Regions from separate parts of the Capra hircus genome. Here all the other regions are linked to region 1. The links are chromatin contacts, called in public Hi-C maps. All regions are on one chromosome and are shown on one strand. Each heading gives the region's core, a stretch centred on a gene start, on an enhancer-like site or on the middle of the called end of the contact. The rest is flanking DNA. Distances are from core to core; before and after follow the strand shown.

Region 1 (2,911 bases), core at 268-2,767:
GGGAATCCCCTTTTATAAGTAGATCAGAAGTCAGAAGAGCTTCTGTGGCGGGTAGATTTTTCTAAGATCACATCTTCTAAGCCCTCTTCTCTTAGATACTAATTTCCAGAAATCCACTAACAAATTTATTTTAGTCTTAGCATGTATGTAGCAGGTTTCCTTTCAGGTGATTCAGAACTTGAGTGCTTATTTACTAGTGGAAATAATGCCCAGAGTAAAAACAGCTTAATAAAGAGAAGGTGACTGCTGTTAACTTCTTTGATGTATCTCTGTGTTTGAATGTGTCAGAATTTTCACCTTAATAGTGATTTGGCCCAGGGAACGATGACAGCCCAGGGGCCGCACTTTTGCTGTAAAGGGGCCAAATAGTAAATGTTTTAGGCTTTGCAGGCCGTGCAATCCCTTTGGTAATTCCTCTGATCTGGCATGGTAACAAGAAAGCACCCAGGAACAGTATATAGGAATGAATGTGACTGTTTTCCAGTCAGTCTTTATTCAAAAACACAAAGAGCAGACTGGGTTTAACCCCAGGCTGTAGTTTGCTAACCCTGGCTCTAATTCATGGAATGACGATAGTACACCAGAAGAAGCATATTGAACTCGGGAGCCTTAGTGAACTAACTACTCTCTAAGGATTTTTATGTGACATGTTATGCATTTGATTTCTCCATTTGCCAAAAAAGGATTTCTTCTCTCTTCCAGGTCATAAGAGTAGACTTAACATGACGTTTTGGGAGAGAATTATAGTTGTGCAAGTGCTTGAGTGGTCTGGAAGACCATCAGGGGGTTAAAAAAAAAAAGGCAACTTTTCATGAAGAGAAAAGTAAAAGAATTTCTTCCGGTTGAGCTGCCTGATGACAACAAAATTTAGTTCTGATCTCATGTTTGAAACCATTGATGTGTGCAGAACCAGCCTGTTGTAAAAATACAACCTTTACAACCCTGCAATCATTTGAGAAATAAATAATTTTTGAATTACATTTAGATTGTTACAAATAATTGGGAGAAGCGATAAGGTAATTTCAGTAGCCACATTAGAATTATTCCCATTACTAGGATATATGATTCGTAATTTTGTAAACAACCAGCTTAAAAGCAGGAACATTGGAACTTGATAATGAGAAATATATCTCAGACATGCTCCTTATATGCACGTACATTATTATTCCTAATGTTGTAAGAGAAGGTGATTTAACAACTGTCAGGTGGCTCAGTGGTAAAGAATCCGCCTGCCAATATAGGAGACCCAGGGTCAGTCCCTGGGTTGGGAAGATTCCCTGGAGTAGGAAGCAGCAACCTACTTCAGTATCCTTACCTGGGAACTGCCATGGACAGAGGAGTCTGGCAGGCTGCAGTCCATGGAGTCGCAAAAGCGCTGGACACGAGTTAGCGACAGACAGCAGCAACAAACTGCATATGCTATTAATGATTATAAAGTCTGTTCTGTTTAACAGTAACAAAGAGAATGAGTCCTTCAGCAAGAATTTACAGATAATGTGTACACAGACAGTTTTGACACTAGGTGGAGCAGTTTCCTGGAGAAAGGTTTACCAAGCCCTATGTTCCTTTCAAAACAAGGCCAGCTCTTAGACAAAGAACTCTGAGAACAAAAACTGTCAACAATCACTTTAAAGTTTTTAAAGACTCTCAAATAGTAAGCTGTAAATAGAAGGCTGAATGTATTGTACAAAATGCCTTTTCTCTTTGTCATCTATTTTAACCATTGAATTCCCTCACCTTTGGGAATCAAAACGGGAGGAATTTTCACATTAGAACTGCCTTATTTAGATGGCAATTAGAACATAGAAAAGTTTCGAAGCTATTTAGTTACATTGTAAAGTAGATCAGATTTTACAAAAAGATATACCATCAGGGCATTATCATCTGAATGGTATTTATGAGTCAGTTGTGTTAAACGACTGTTTTAGATTAAGAATATCACTTTATAGATAAAGATTGGTAGTTTAAATACATTGCATCTAAAAATCAGTGAATGTCAAGAGTGTTTTAAGTACCATGAGAAGCCATGGCCATAAAACTGTAAGTTTAGAATGTGGTTATCAGATATGGTAATAAGATATAAATGAATAAAGAATTCTACTTGAAAACATAAACAAAGACCATTTTAATAAAAAAAAATTGGGACTGTTTGTTATATAGTAAATACAAGGAAAGTAAGTAGTGAGATATTTGCCCCTGTGTAAAATGCAAAAGTCTGCTTTTCCCTTAAAGTTTAATGTTGCTTCACTGCTAAAATGTGGTAAAAATTGTATTAAGAAGTCCAGCGTCTTGATTACTATCAAATGTTCGCAGAACTTCTCTGTCTGTAGCGCCCTGTTTCCTTTAGTGAATAAGCGCCTCATCGTTTGTATATAGTGCTTTGTAGTACTCTTTTATATGTATACATATAAAGCCTTTCTTAAGCTTTTTGACTCTTGGCTACTTATTGCCTAAAGAAAATGTTATTTGAAAAACTGCATGGATATGGGTTGAAGTGAAATAGTGAAGCAGTTTCAATAAGAGAACTATTATAGGAATCATTTAATGCCATGAGCTGGAACAATTCTTTTAAAAATTGTTAGCCAACCTCTTCACATTTTTTCCTGCTTGACTTCTGATGATTGCTCCATAGTTTACCTGTCTGTCCCTCTGTAAGACAAAAAAGGGAAGAAATTGCCAAAAGGAAGGTTCTAGTGTGACCTAATATTGCTCTGTATAGGTATAATGACTCTGGCTATAAGTATGCAGTGACTCAGGGCTCTTGCGGGAAGACCATCAGGCCCTTCTTAGAAAAGATCTGTTTGCCCTTTTTTTGATGAGGGCATGATCAGCTCTGAGTCTTTCCCCAAGGAATGACTCATGTATTAACTCTTAAGAGTATCACCACATCAAAAGTAGAAACCAGGATCTC
Region 2 (2,911 bases), core at 289-2,788, 100 kb after region 1:
AAGAAACAGAAAATACGAAATAAAAACCTCAGGCAACTGAATAATTCAGAATCAAATAATAGCAACATCTGAACATGGCAAACTCTCTTAAAAGTCTTCTCTTTGCTTCTATGTTTACTCCAAAAGTTAGCAAGCTTTCAAAGTTTATTTCAAGCTCTGTCAATTCAAGACAGTGACAATAAAAGGCACATTGGAGGGGAACTCCCTGGTGGTCCAGTGGTTAGGGGACCTTCCCAGGTGACTCAATGGTAAAGAGTCCGCCGGTCAATGCAGGAGACGCAAGAGGCATGAGTTAGATCCCTAGGTTGGGAACATCCCCTGGAGGAGGAAATAGCAACCTGCTCCAGTATTCTTGTCAGGAAAATCCCATGGACAGAGGAGCCTGGTGGGCTACAGTCCCTGGGGTCATGAAGAACTGGACAGGACTGAGCGTGGATGCACGCCTGCCGATGGTTAGGACTCGGAGCTTTCACAGGGTTTCATCCCTGGCTGGGGAACTATTATTAAGAAACCAGCAAGCTGCCAGGCGTGGCCAAAAAAAAAAAAAAGCACACAGGGAAAAAAAAAGTGTGTTCAGATTTGGCTGTCTACCCAGCACATATTCAACACCCCAGAGGAGATGACTGGGTTCAGTATAAACTCTTGAGAAGTGCCTGGGAAGTCTTATCTAAGGTGTGAAACTGCAGAAACACACAGGTCCGGTTCTAGGAATGAAATGAAGCCTCCCGAGTGTTTTTCAGACAACACTTAACTTGCACTTAAGCCAGATGATCCTGTTAATAGCCCCAGCCCCTCAAAATGTTCTGTAGAAGGAGAAATCACATTAGAATATCAAGGGCGGACATGAATTCAATTAGTGAAAACAGCTGCTAGCATTTAATGGCAGTGGGACGGGAACTAGGCCAGAACTAAACAGAAAGCGCACAGTCCTGAGGAGGGGGGTTCAGGGAATGGCCAGGTACAGGAGGGGAGACCCCTGGGAATCCTGGCTAATCCAAGCACAGGCTTATCCAGTCATCTAGGAGTTCTGCTGCCACATTAAGTAACTGTGGCAGAGGGCAGGGAGCCCGCTAACGCAATTCTTCACATCAGGCAGACATTTCATAGTATCAGGTGGAGCTGAACTTGCTATATCCTTCTCACTGAGCAAATCAGGATCTCGTCCATTCTCAAGGATCTAATTTTGGAAAATTACTATGGAACAGTTCTTGAGCATTTACTAGTCAGGCACCGGCCTAGGTGTTTTTCCACATTATTATCTCATTTTAACCTTCACCACACATATCCTCTCTTTTGGATCCATCATACAGGAAAGGAAGCCAGAAGTAACGTGTTCAAAGTTTCATACCTACAAAGTGCTCACTCCATGGCAGTCTGAATGTGTTCCCCCCAAATTTACACGGTGAAACCCTAACTCTCAAGGTCCTGATATCAGGAGGTAAGGCCTTCGGGACTGAGATTCTCACCACAGTGGAGCCCTCGTGAGTGCGGTGACAGGCCCACGAGAGCTCCTTCGCCTCTGCCGCCAGCTCAGGACACAGCAAGAAGACGCCGTCTGCAAACCACGAAGTGAGCCTTCACTGGACGTCGCATCTGCTGGGACCTTACTCTTGGAATTCCCGGCCTTCAGAAATAAACTTCTGTGGTTTATAAGCCACCCACTTTATGCTATTTTTGTTATAGCAGCCCAAACAGACTAAGACACTCCAGAACCTGCCTAGCAGTTATCTGCCTCAGGTTAGGAAAGGTTTGTAGATTTCTTTTGTGCTTACCTTGAAGCAAACATATTCCATGCTTTGCCCACAATCCTATCAAGTGGTTTTACTAAGGACTGGCTATTGCTGACCAAGGCTGCAGACTTCTCATATTTCCTAAAGGCTCGCTGGGTTTTCCACACATTGAAAGCGTGCACAGGCTCTAACCAGGAAGTATAGAGAGCTGGATCTTTAAATGCTCCTAGAGTAAAACAACAAGCCATTGTTTATATCACAAATCATTAATTTTGGCAACAAATTAATAAACACTTTCTTTTCCATTTCACCAGAAGTCTTTTGTATTGCCTTTTTAAAACTAGCTTTATATTGCTTTTGGATAAATGATCCATGTTCATCATTATTAAAAAAATTCACACCATTCAGAGAAGTATTAAGAAGAAAATTTAAGTCAACTCAACAGTTGAAATGTCACCACCCAGAAATAATGACTATGAACAGTCTGCTGACCCTCTCTTATATTGGAATTTTACACGCATGCTCTTATGTGATTTGTATTTTCCATCCACCAATACGTTGTGAACCTCTTTTCCATGTCAATAAATATCACCCATATTTTTAAAAGCTTCTATGAACATATCATTTACTTAACACATTTCCTACTGCTGGGCGTTTTGTTGTTCCCACATTTCTATCAGTGTGAAAGATACTGCAATGAATATCTTTGAAAGAACACCTCTATGTACCTGCATCATTTCCTGTGGGCAAATTTTTAAAAGTTAGATTACTTTACATGTCCTTTTATTAATTCTCTTATTTTAAAATCTAAAATGAAGAATAGGAAGAAAGTACCGCATCTGATCGACTTGATATGATCTCTTCTTAATTATTACTACTCTTTTATTTAAGGGTGTTACAGGGGCTTTCCTCATGGCTCAGTGGTAAAGACTCTGCCTCTCAGTGGAGGAGACGTAGGAGACACCGGTTGGATCCCTGGGTTGGGAAGATCCCCTGGAGAAGGGAATGGCAACCCACTCCAACATTCTTGCCTGGGACATCCCAGGGACAGAGGAGCCTGGTGGGCTACAGTCTATGGGATCTCAAAAAGTCGGACACAACTGGGGGACTAAACAACACAGGGACGAGACTGACTCTCTTTATGTCACAGCTGCCACCGTGCCGCACCAAGCCACACTCAG
Region 3 (2,911 bases), core at 153-2,652, 85 kb after region 1:
GCCAAAAAAAAAAACGAAAAGAATCAATTTCTGAAGAAAAGTTCTTAAAAATCTGCAATCTTCAAAGCCAGTCTTCTTACACATTTATTTCATTGGATTTTTTTATATTTCTGTGGTTTATTTCAAGTGTAAGTGGATGCGCTATTTGCATTCTTTTACGCATTATATAAAGAACTACCCAGGGAAAATCTTTCTTTTAAAGAGAAAGTTTGTACTGTTGTTGCTCCTTTGTAGAATAGTCGTTACCGAAAAACAGCAAACAGTTCAGAGACAGCTCTGCTGGTTTACCATACTCACGTGAGGCCACACAGAAGGCTGTGAGAGGAAAGGAGACTTCTCCATCTTGGAGATCTGTCTTACGGGTCTTCTGGGATCATCCATGCAAGTCACTGCCTCTGCTACATATCTCTCTTCAGGCCTTTTTACACATCTTTCAGTATTCCTTAAAGGACTTTTTAAACAACTTCACCCCACACTGGTCTCTCTTTTCTCCCTTCAGTTTCTTTGGAATGTGTCTTCTGTACCAAAAAATTGAGAAATTTATTACTGATTTATAAATTCTCTTATTCACAAATGAGTTCGTGTGTGTGTGTCTGTGTGTCTGTGTGTGTGTGCGCATGCGTGTTTTGAATCCATATAATATTGATTTGAGTTCTTGGACATGGACCACTTCTTGCAGTTTTTTTCTCTCCCCATAGCACCGATTACAGTTTGGATATAAAATAAGGACTCTATTAAGGGCTTGTTGGTTGATCATTAACAGACCCGAGAAAAGTGTCAGCCAGGAGTATGTATTTGTGACCCTCTGGTAAATAGAGTAGCAAGAAATTTCTCTTCTGTACTCCTGCTTTTTGTTAGAGAAAGCAGCAACTGAAATTGTTCTAGAAAAAAGGTGGTGACATTAATACTTGCTTAGAGGAGAACTTTAGGTACTGTTGCAAATACATAAAATACCCTTTGCTGGCCCCAGGAAAATGACTGGGCTCATTTAGCTTTTAGCCCTGTTATGACAGATGAGAAAATAAAGGTTATAGAAAGTAGAGATGTTTGGTTTTCTAAGTCGCCCCAAGTTACCGTTTTTTTAAAATGCCTGCAAGCATTTCTAAATCGGGAGCCTGGTAGCTACAGTTGCCAAACCGGTTTAACAGCACTGCCTGAGCACATTCTAGGTGAGAGGGAGCTCTGAGTCCATAAACTTATCAGCGATCACTATCCCAGTCATCTCAGAACAAGTTGTTTAGTAATGTTGTGTAGTTTCTATGCAAGCCATCCACCATAAGCCACGACGTGATTCAAGGTTCATAGTTCCTTCTTTGTGCCTTTGTTAATCACTGACTTCTGCCTGGTAGGAGGTGCCTCCCAAATTTGCTAATGCATTCTTTTTGGATAAGGATGACGCACAGATTGTCCTAATAAGGACTTGGATTGAGAAAGGACCGCCTCCTCGGAGAAGATGGGACAAGTCAGTGAGAGGGCGGGCAGTTTCTTTTTCAACCAGGGATGACACAAGCATAAGTCATTTCCTTATTAATCGGTTCAAACCAGTTCTTACAGGAACTGGTGGTGATAAATGTGAGACTTCTCAGAAGTCATTCATTTTACTCTTTGTACCACACCAGTGTGCAGCATCGGCTGAGCTCGCCTCACTCTGAGAGAACCAACTCTTCTGCTAGACTCTCAGCTCCTATTTCCTTCTTAAACATGTTGGTGGGAGAGAGTTGTCTCCCGTAAGGGGTTGTGAAAGGATGAATTTTTATCCATTGGGAAGAGTTCACAGGATTTTGCCAGCTCTGCTGATTGTTGTTGGGTTTTTTCCTCTTTCTGTCTAGTCCCTGCTTTTTTGAGTCAAGGCGGTAAGTGGATTTTCCTTTAACATTCTTTCTTGCTTTTCTTCCCAAATGTGTCTTTTTTCCTGGGGTTATTGTACCACGCCTCCAGTGCTGTCCCCGGCATAGGTCCATCTCTGCAGAAGCCATTCCAGGAATACCTGGAGGCCCAGCGGCAGAAGCTTCACCACAGAAGCGAAATGGGCACACCGCAGGTGAGACTTTTCCCTGGTTTTCTTCTCTTTCCCACCCCCACGGTTTCAGGCTGCAGTTACATTCACGGCACTCACTGGCATTTTTAGGCAAATAGAGTGAGGTTTGTCAGGCTTAATAGAAGTTTGAAGCTCTGTGTACCCTCTACTGGCAAATGTCTTTGTCTAAAGCAGAAAAATGTAACTTCTGTTTTGTACTTCTCCCCAAAACGAGCATTGGGCTAATGGAAAATAATGGATATGTTATGTAGAATGAGTTATTGCCTTGATCTTCAGTGATTTATTTATAAGTAGCAAGAATACTTTCCAAGTGGATTAGAAAGTTAAGATTTATAGCATAACAAAATATTGGATTTAATGAGTTCATTTGAATATCTATTTTTGCTCTCTTTTTCTTTTCATTGATGGGAAAATAATTTTTTTCTTAAATATAAACCAAAGCTGTTAACATAACTGAACTTAAAAACTTTAAGCCTGCCTTTTATATAAACAGTTCTGTAGCAAAGAAAGGAAATGACTAGGAGAGGATGAGTAAGCAATAACCTGAAATGGGGAACTTGAAGGAAGCATAGGGTTATTTTTGTTGTTTTTTTTTAATGGCCTTACAACGCTTTATGTGGCCCTTTGCTGCCCTCAGTTGACCAAACATAACTCCAGAAATAGATAACATTTATGTTTTAAAAGCTGCTCCTAATATTGGAACAAGAATATATATAAAACTATCTTGACACTACTCTACAGGTATCCCCATGGTGACTTCAGATAGTAGAATTTAATCAAATACTTGATGTAGTGAAAGACAAGCAATGACCTCACACCCCATTCTAAACTATATTCAACATTGCCTTTAACAAACTGAAACCTTTAATAACT

Evidence for each region. Hi-C and Micro-C count contacts between places; a contact is called where the count stands out from the background.
Region 2: a Hi-C map of blood shows a contact between it and region 1, with 5 times the contacts expected there. The contact joins two enhancer-like sites. A contact is called at or near these places in 3 of 5 Hi-C or Micro-C datasets (blood and liver).
Region 3: a Hi-C map of blood shows a contact between it and region 1, with 2.4 times the contacts expected there. The contact joins two enhancer-like sites. A contact is called at or near these places in 2 of 5 Hi-C or Micro-C datasets (both in blood).

Annotation. Positions count from the first base shown.
Region 1 is chr19:10,341,789-10,344,699 of ARS1.2, forward strand. The region is part of intron 5 of VMP1 (vacuole membrane protein 1); the gene reads left to right. Among named protein-coding and RNA genes, the nearest start is that of VMP1, 42 kb to the left of the region's middle. Within about 2 kb of position 1,518, at least 2 of the 5 cell types and tissues checked have an H3K27ac peak or open chromatin away from gene starts, as enhancers often do.
Region 2 is chr19:10,445,288-10,448,198 of ARS1.2, forward strand. It overlaps TUBD1 (tubulin delta chain), which reads right to left. Exons shown (of 9, transcript XM_018064143.1): 8 at 1,773-1,956. LOC108638243 (a long non-coding RNA gene) reads left to right here. Exons shown (of 2, transcript XR_001919667.1): 2 at 1,311-1,657. Among named protein-coding and RNA genes, the nearest start is that of MIR21, 16 kb to the left of the region's middle. Within about 2 kb of position 1,539, at least 1 of the 5 cell types and tissues checked has an H3K27ac peak or open chromatin away from gene starts, as enhancers often do.
Region 3 is chr19:10,426,414-10,429,324 of ARS1.2, forward strand. VMP1 (vacuole membrane protein 1) reads left to right here. Exons shown (of 11, transcript XM_018064144.1): 11 at 1,939-2,911. The coding sequence ends at 2,128. Among named protein-coding and RNA genes, the nearest start is that of MIR21, 3.1 kb to the right of the region's middle. Within about 2 kb of position 1,403, at least 4 of the 5 cell types and tissues checked have an H3K27ac peak or open chromatin away from gene starts, as enhancers often do.